Regions from separate parts of the Gossypium arboreum genome. Here region 1 is linked to region 2. A link is a contact called in public Hi-C data. All regions are on one chromosome and are shown on one strand. Each heading gives the region's core, a stretch centred on a gene start, on an enhancer-like site or on the middle of the called end of the contact. The rest is flanking DNA. Distances are from core to core; before and after follow the strand shown. Region 1 holds the start of LOC108470178. Region 2 holds the start of LOC108455899 (tubby-like F-box protein 3).

Evidence for each region. A called contact is a pair of places that touch in the nucleus more often than the background predicts.
Region 1: a contact with region 2 is called in a Hi-C map of leaf, with 4 times the contacts expected there. The contact joins the promoter of LOC108470178 here to the promoter of LOC108455899 in region 2. A contact is called at or near these places in 2 of 5 Hi-C or Micro-C datasets (both in leaf).

The regions. Positions count from the first base shown.
Region 1 is chr10:102,064,644-102,068,646 of ASM2569848v2, reverse strand. LOC108470178 reads left to right here and starts at 1,491. Exons shown (of 4, transcript XM_017771443.2): 1 at 1,491-1,688; 2 at 1,782-1,919; 3 at 2,140-2,388; 4 at 2,614-3,387. The coding sequence starts at 1,617. The coding sequence ends at 2,871. It overlaps LOC108466514 (divinyl chlorophyllide a 8-vinyl-reductase, chloroplastic), which reads right to left and starts at 1,226. Exons shown (of 1, transcript XM_017766883.2): 1 at 1-1,226. The coding sequence starts at 1,018.
Region 2 is chr10:101,855,803-101,860,397 of ASM2569848v2, reverse strand. LOC108455899 (tubby-like F-box protein 3) reads right to left here and starts at 2,170. Exons shown (of 5, transcript XM_017754484.2): 1 at 1,636-2,170; 2 at 795-882; 3 at 483-612; 4 at 211-381. The coding sequence starts at 1,923. It overlaps LOC108455915 (vesicle-associated protein 1-2-like), which reads right to left. Exons shown (of 9, transcript XM_017754503.2): 9 at 4,255-4,573. The coding sequence ends at 4,457.

The DNA of each region.
Region 1 (4,003 bases), core at 242-2,741, 210 kb before region 2:
GGAAGTCGAGAATCCCAATGGCAAAGTCCATGATCCCAATAGGCACTTTCAAGAACTTTGGTTCCTTCCCTACAAGCTTAAACAACATCTCCCCTTGCTCCAGTGGTGTCAATGCCTTCCCCGGACCGCCTATCGGCAAAATCTGATTAATCTTATCCTCTTTCAAAACACAATCTGAAATGAAGGAAGCCAAATCTTGTTCACTAATTGGCTTACAAGCACATAATTTGCCATCACCAAACATCACATAAGGCTTTCCATCTTTCACTAAGTCAACTTGACCCCCTAAACTCTTAAAGAATGCAGTTGGCCTAACAATACTGTAAGTAAACCCGTCATCTCCTTCGGCTTCTTTCATCAATTCGGCCTCAAATTTCAGCTTAGCTCGCTGGAATTCGAGGAGGGGTTTTTGGACACAAATGGCAGATAGCAACACAAAATGTGAAGCCCCAAATTTCTTACCAGCGACAAGGCTGTTCTTTGTAGCTTCGTAATCAATTTTCCATGAATCCTTAACACCACCAGTACGGCTAGCAAGACAAGAGACAACAACATCAATGGGAAACCCTAAATTTTTCACAGAATTCTCCAAAATGTCGAAATTGGTGACATCAGAGAAACATACATTAGCTCCATTTAAATCACTCAAAGTATCTTCCTTGCTGTTTTTGCCTCTAATCCCACTTCTTTCCCTAGCAATGGCTATAACATTAAACCCTCTATTGACCAACTCTTTCACCACAAATTTCCCAATATAACCAGTAGAACCCACCACCAAAACATTGATGTCTTTTGGGTTCTTGTTTCTAAATGAAGCTGATACAGCTGTTTCAACAGGCTTTGTTGCTAAAGCTTTAACAAGTTTAAACCTTTCTACATTAAAGGGTATTGATTTTGAAGTAAAACTAGCTGGTTTTACCTGGATTTGATTGATGAACTGAGAACTGAAACGTGTTTTGTGAGTTTGGGACTTTGGTGAGTGAACAGTGAAGGCATTGAAAGATAAACAAAGTGACATTTTCTTTTACCTAAGAAGAGAAATCTGGGGAAACTGGTCTTTGTCACTCAAAATTAAAGAGAGAAAGGGAAAGAAAATGTGGGAACATTTGAGGTGAATGATGAACAAGATTGGAGGTTTCCATGGCCAGTAAAGTTCCTCCAGCTAAAAGAAAAATCTAATGAAGATTGGTGGTGGATAACATTGATGATAGCCCCAGCTGATAAAAGAATTATATAGAATTGCTCGTTTTCTCCATAGATAGTGATAAATATTAATTTCATCCCCTTAACTTTTCAAACTTTCTTTCTTAGTCCCTGGGCCCAATGGGCTGTCTGTGGCCAAGAAATGAAAAGGCCTTTTTATATATGTATATGTAGTGTTATAAATATTAGGCCCAAAAAGACCATTTGAGCCCAGGGACAAATCTTGTAGTTGAAAGCTGAAACGACGCTGTTTCATTCATATTGTTATTACAGGAGTCAATAATAGGTATAACTATCTGATTCTTAACTTCAATATTCACTTGAAGAAGAAAACAAATTCCCATACCAAAAATAAAATTATTTTATCAATCATTAATTTTTATTTTTCAGTTTTAGCCGATAACAAAGAAACCATGAATGAATCTGATTATACATACAGTTCAATCCCAAACGATGTAGCTCTCAAAATTGCTTCTTCCCTTGCGGTAATTTGCTTCCTCTTCATTTCCATCCTTTCTTTTCTTCTTTCTGGGTATCGGTGGAATCTAAACATGGTTTCCGGGTCGTCTGGTTTTTAGGTGACTGATCTTTCCTGCTTGAGTTGTTGTTCTCGGGTGTGGAGGGATTTATGGGGCTCCGATTGTTTATGGGAACCCTTATTTAAACAAAGATGGCCTCTTTTATATGAAGATGTCTTGAAAGACCCCGACTTCAAGGTGTTTTTTTTTTTTTTAAGTTTTATTTATGGTAATTTAGCTTTGGAATTGTTGGTTTTGGCTTAATTGCAATGGGTGTTTCGAGTTCTTTTGCGGTTTATCATTCAAGTTGAAACTATTAGTGTTGAAGTAAATACATGTAATTAAATATGTTAGGCAAATTCAATTGTTTGTATTGATATGAAAATTGTTGAGAAAAAAAAATTAAAAATGATGCTAGGGTTGGAGGGGATTTTACATAAAGCAGCACAAGGAGATGAAGGATCAAGCTGATTCGGTTATTAAATTTGTAGAAAATTGTTTGCAATCCGAATCAATCCAGGTCAACGACTATCTGAAAGCGATTGAATGCCTGAAATTGATGGGGTTCGGGTTTAAAGATGTTCAAATGTTGCTGCTCAAACCAAAGCTGAATGTTTTGCTTAACCTGGTTGGACTTCATTACTGCCTTAACATCCTTAAAGTGCCGGTAACTTTTCATGCTTTATGTATTTTTCATGCATTTTTTTCTTGTATGCTTGTTTTGTTTACATCGTGGAATTAGTGTTCTTAGATGGTCACAAGCGCGGCTGAAAGCTAAACCAGCGTGGCTGCTTTTAGATAATGGTTTCTCTATAGATTTTGAATCTGTATTTCTAGATATGTTAATGCTACACATGTTAGAACTAAAAAAATTATGAATGATACCGAGCAGGCTTCGGATGTCATGGAAGCGCTCAAGAGTAGCAACATTAAAAACCGCCAAATTTGTATCAAATGGTGGAAGCTCGGCAGATGGTTCTATGGATTCCGTATGCGGGATGAATTCCATTTTCGATGTCTCTCTCTAGAAGATCTTGCATCGTCAAAAGACGATTTAGACGGGCTGGGGGTGCTTCAACGAGGAGCCATTCATGAGGTTTTACAAGTTCAGATATCCATTGTTAGTTCCAGAAGCAATCCCTGGGCCTAATCAAAGCTCGCAAGCACCAGTTTAAACAATGGGGAGAATAAGGTAAAAGAATCATAGAGGTCTTTGTACTAAGAGTCAGATTATAGTTTGTCCCTTTCAGATTATAGTTTGTCCCTTTTACTCAAAAAATGGATAAATTAATCATTGTATGTTAGATTAAAAAGTAAATTGATGATTCTGTTAAAAATTCAATCGATTTTATCGTTAAAAATTGGTCTTTGTACGACTGTATAAGGTACAAGTGGCATGTCACCCTTTGATTATTTTTTAGTGATACCAATTTTTAACGGTAGAAATGAATGAAAATTTTAATAAAAATGACCAATTTGCTATTTGATATAGTGTACAAGGACTAATTTATTTATTTTTTGTGTAGAGGGGTCAAAATGTAATCTGACACTTGGTATAGGAACTTCATGGTATTTTTACAGGGAAAACTATGAATAAATGATCTGCAGATGTACAATGTTTATGTAAGTTAATATTTATATAGATCTATTGCAGACTAATATATAACTTTCTTTTATCAATTTTATTTGCAATTATTTGATCTTTTACTAGCCTCCACACTCTTGGAATTCAATATTATAAGCTTAGGTTACTCGGACTCGTGTTTGATTGATAGAGACAAGAACATGAAACAACAATTTATCAGATTTCAAACCACAATTCAGATTGTTAAAAAAGAACACCTAAAATCTGAAGAAAATACAAAAAAATTCAACCCAACAGCATGTTTTTATGAAATACAATAGGCAAAAAGAGCTTCAAGTTCATACAAATGCTGCCTCCAAGACCTTACCTGCAATGGGGCACAGTAAAAAGAGACAATGGAGCTCGAACCGAAGCTTTTCAACGGTAACGGTACACAGTATAACCGGTAGGTCGCGGTTGCTGCAGGCAGACTGCCATGAGAGCTACGGCTATGACTAAAACAATGAGAAGACCAGTGAAATCTAAGCCACCACCATCATCAGATTCCATGCAACAAAATTTCCCCATTGGAAGTGAACTTCGCTGGTTAAAGCTCAAATCTTGTCTGTTTGTGAGTTTAACATTATGATTGAGATGAAACATATAAAAGATATAGAAGAATCTTGGGATCTGCAAAGTCAACTTTACATGGAATAGT
Region 2 (4,595 bases), core at 921-3,420:
AATGTTGGTCTTTATGTTGTTTGGATTCTTCATTTTTCTTAATGCACACGTATTCAGATATGGGTCATACTGGCTTTAGGAACATAGACTTGTATGAAAAAGTGAACAGAAAAGGGATTTAATGCATGAGCTAATCAATAATGATGGATCAATTATTGGCTTGCTTATGAAATTACCAAAACCTTACGCAAAATAATGGCAAACTCTTACCTTGAACCTAACATATTCAATTCATATGAAATGTGAGCCATGGGGTAGTTGCTAGAAGGTGAAACTTGTCTCAAATTTGCTAGCCTAGAGGACCTACTTTTACCCATCTTTGCACCAGCTTGAGGAGACTGTCCATCAAAGACAGTGAACTTGGTCCCTAAAAAATTTGATCTTCCCAAAAGGAAAAGACATAAGAGTTGAGAATTGCAAGACAAGGCAAACGGAACAACCAAATCTATACAATTTTGTTGGTTATACATCTCACTGCTCACCTTAATCTCCCAGCATAAGTATTTGTCCCCTTCGAGAAATCCTCGGCCAGTAAAGAGATGATATAATCTGTGCAGGTCGGACGTCTACACTTGCGAGCAGCAAGAAGGAACTTCCCGCCATCGGATAGCGCTGCTGTAATGAAATGAAAAATCCCAAAGTGTTACAACTTGAGAAGGAAAATTTATGAAGATACCAGTCCGTTATCCGATCTAGTGATCGAATGGAATGAATTGCACTGGAAGACATTCATAACTAAGATGGAACAGGCAGAATAACCATAAAAACAATGTAAAAGAAGAAGAAAAACTCACAATTAGTTAAACCAAGGTAAAGGTAATATGTTTGGGTAGATCGGTTTCTCTTTATGAAGCACTGTAGGAGAGAATCCTTTGGACCAGGCTGCAAATTAGATTCGTAAGTTAATGAAATTCGAAATAAATCGATAAATAGAAACACAAACTAAAGCTACTTAGCTTCTATATACAACACATAACTTGACACGGTTTCGGGGGCATACACTTAACACTCGCACCTCAATCCGAGCAATATAATTCCATAGCTTTTAACCGAATGTAAAGAGTATAATAGTAGTTGAAGAAAGGAGCTTGCTTGCAGACATGGGGATAGTGGTGGCAGCTAGCTAATGATTAGTGTTAGCTCAACACTAGTTGAAAAAGCTAAAAGTGGTCCCAAAACTTGAACCACTCTTCAAGTGGAAGTCTATCTATTAAGCTATTGCATAAAGGAAACAATGATTAGAGAGAACCATGATGGTCCCAAAACACTTTACTGATAATGTGAACTTGCCTTGTCTAGTGGTCGAATACATGGTAGACACAAATGGTTCAAAACACATGCTAGATCCAAATCTCACCCCCCCCTCCCCCCCCAAAAAAAGAAAAAAAAACTCACCAAAACTTACATCTCTATAAGCAAATGGACAAGATCCTTAGTCAAGTTTCCTAATCTATGGAACTCAAAGGCATATCCATTGGGACCTTCGTATCTCCAAAAATCAGATCAACAGGCACACAATTTTCAATTCAAGATTCCCAAGAAGATAAAATCCTCAGAAAACATGGGAAGAGACCACCTTTCCAACCCTTGAATGAAAATAAAAATACCCAGAAAATAAGAAACTAGGAACCGAACCTGTTTAACAGAGATGGGGAAAGTCAATTTCCCAGAAAGTTGAGGAAGTTTAACAATCTGTTGAATAATAAACCTCCAACTCCTGCAAACACCAGCACAAGCCACCACATGTTTCCTTTGAGGCCAAATACTTTCGGATTCTTCAATCCTTAAAAGAACTTCCCATAATAATTCTTGAGGCAGGTTAGCCCAACAGCAACCACCCTCAGCCTCCACTTCATTGGGAGTTTGCAGTTGGTCTTGAACCACCCGGCGTGACCTTAACCTGGCAATGCACTTTATCGCCATCAATAAGCACTTAACTGGAGATTTTTTCTTTTAGTGGGAATTTGGTTTACTGTGTTTTTGCATGAAAATTGGTTGGTTTTTTGGAGGAATATATTGAGGAAAGAGATGGAGATTTGGATAGGGAAATGGAAATGGAAATTTCCAACTTTTTCAAGTGTTCAGCGTTTTGAGCAAAATTAAAGAAGACTTATTTGGTGTAAACTTTAGACGGTTTTTATGGGGAAAAGTTTGCACCTTTCCCACTTTCAACTTTTTCTAATATTAAAAACATGTCCCTTTTATCTTCTTTTTTGTTATTATTTTTTTAAGAAAAGTTGTTTATAATGCATAAATTTATTTTTGTTGAGTAAAGACTTAATTATAATAAATTGCATGATTTATTTACAAATATTAAATTAATTTTTTATTGGTTCATAAATCTTAATTTGTAATTAAAATTATTTATTGGTTCATAAAAAATTTGTATTAGTAGATGCATTGTTTTCTTATTAGAATTGGTATGTATAAATAGTATGGGTAGGTTTGGATGGTTGATTGGGTGTGGTATGGTATGGTGTATTTAGCTTACTTTTTGTCTCATGCTATAGTATCGTTATAGTATCTAATCTCACAGTCACTGCTATTTTTACATTAATCGCAGGTAAACATATTGTCTATCCAAACTCACCCTAATTAATTTGTTATATCATTTTGAATTTATCGATAATTTTTAAAATAATAGTAAAAAGTTAGAAATTTTACATTTTTAATATTGTTCATATACTAATCGGTGCATGTTTTGGTTGGGTGTAATAGGTTAGTGCAATTAAATCTATCTATCTATCTATACTATTATTTAATAATTGAATTGGTGATACGAGTTAATTGGCACCAACTCGTTAGAGAAATTATAGAAATGTCTATCCTTAATTATTTATAATTTGAGGGTATTTTAATCTTTTTATTTTAACAAAAATCAATAAAAATTGCATATATTGGGATTAGAACCTACACCAATTGAATTAGTCAAATATTAAATTTACCATTTAACCAAATTTTATTTTAATATGTACAATTTATTTTTTTCGTCAATTGTATATCTATATTTCTATTTAAACTTTTTAATGAGTTAGTATCATGAGTCAACTGGCACCAACTCGATTAGGAAAATTACAAAATGTTTTTCTATGATTAAATTAAGTTATATTATTCGTTGATAAAAATATATTATTCGAGGGTATTTTAGTCTTTTTATTTTTAACAAAAATCAATAAAATATGTATATGGTGGGATTTGAACCCATACCGAATTAATAAAATCTTAAATTTACTACTCAAATCAAAGTTTATTTTAATTTATTTTATACATTTTTATTTTTAACATGCAAAATTTATTTATAGAAAATAAAAATTATCCATAATGAGGTTTAAACCAAATGATTATACATATAAAACTTTGATTTTTACCATTTGAACTAAAACAATTTTTAATTTTTAACTTGATGTATTTTTGTCTTTAAATTTTATTTTACTCACAATTTAATCTAACTTTTTATTTTAATGTTATACATATTTCATGTGCTATTATTAATTAGTTTCAATTTACAAACCATACATTGAAGTTTTTTCAAGTTTTATTTATGCTCGTTTTAGTCCTTCCATTGCTAAAACTTTTGCCATTAGAGAGGCCTGTCAAGGTTAAAATCTTTGGCCTTCGATAGTTTTATAGTTAAGTCGGATTATCTACTTGTAATTTTGATTTTTTCACCCCAATCATTTGATTTTTCTAAACTAGATGTGTTGTTACGTGATTATTTACTGATAAAGAATCAGTTTCAACACCTGTCCTTCTGCTGGACTCGTCAGTGTGCCAACAAGGCGGCTCATTCCTTAGCTTAAGTGGTTTTGTTATATGCAAATCATATGGAATGGAATGGCTTTCCCATTATTTTTTTTAATGAGAATGTTTCATCTGTAACTAAAAATAGTGTGATTGGGGAGTGCAAATGATAGGTTCAAGTATATGGGGTGAGCCTGTTGCCTCGAGTTTTAGTTTGTTCGTATACTGAATCTATTTGTTAACTTAATGCTTTTTCTCATTTATGGGTTTCGTTTTTTTCTCAAAAAAAAAAAAAAAAACTTTCAAACCATACATTTCATTATTTATAGTATGTTGTTTTAAACAATTATAAGTGTTTTAAATTCGTGATTTCTAGACGTATACGCGTAATTTAAAACAAGTTTAAAACACATATTTAACACAAGTTTAAAACAAGTGATCCAATTCTCATCCCTGATATTGTATAAAATAAAATTAAAAAAACACATAAGCATCTAATAATAGGCTGTAATCTTTACAGGTATTTGTTATCTTCATATTCACTTTAAAAAATGTGCAATTTACTTACAATAACAATAAGAAGTTCCAATTATATATAAAAAAGCAATAAGAGGTTCCAACATTATATATAGGAAAAGACTTTTTTTTTTTTTTTTTAATGTTGGAACTTAGAACTTCATAGTAAGATAACAAAAGATTCACTTGTTCTCGCTCCCTAGAGATTGCTCAAGTATCCGATCACCAGACCGACAACGGCCACCATGCATACGTAGAGGAGCGGAAAACCTACCTGAGTTATTCTTATGGCATTGGACTTCGTCTTCGAAAACTCCTATAAACAGGGAAGCAAAAGT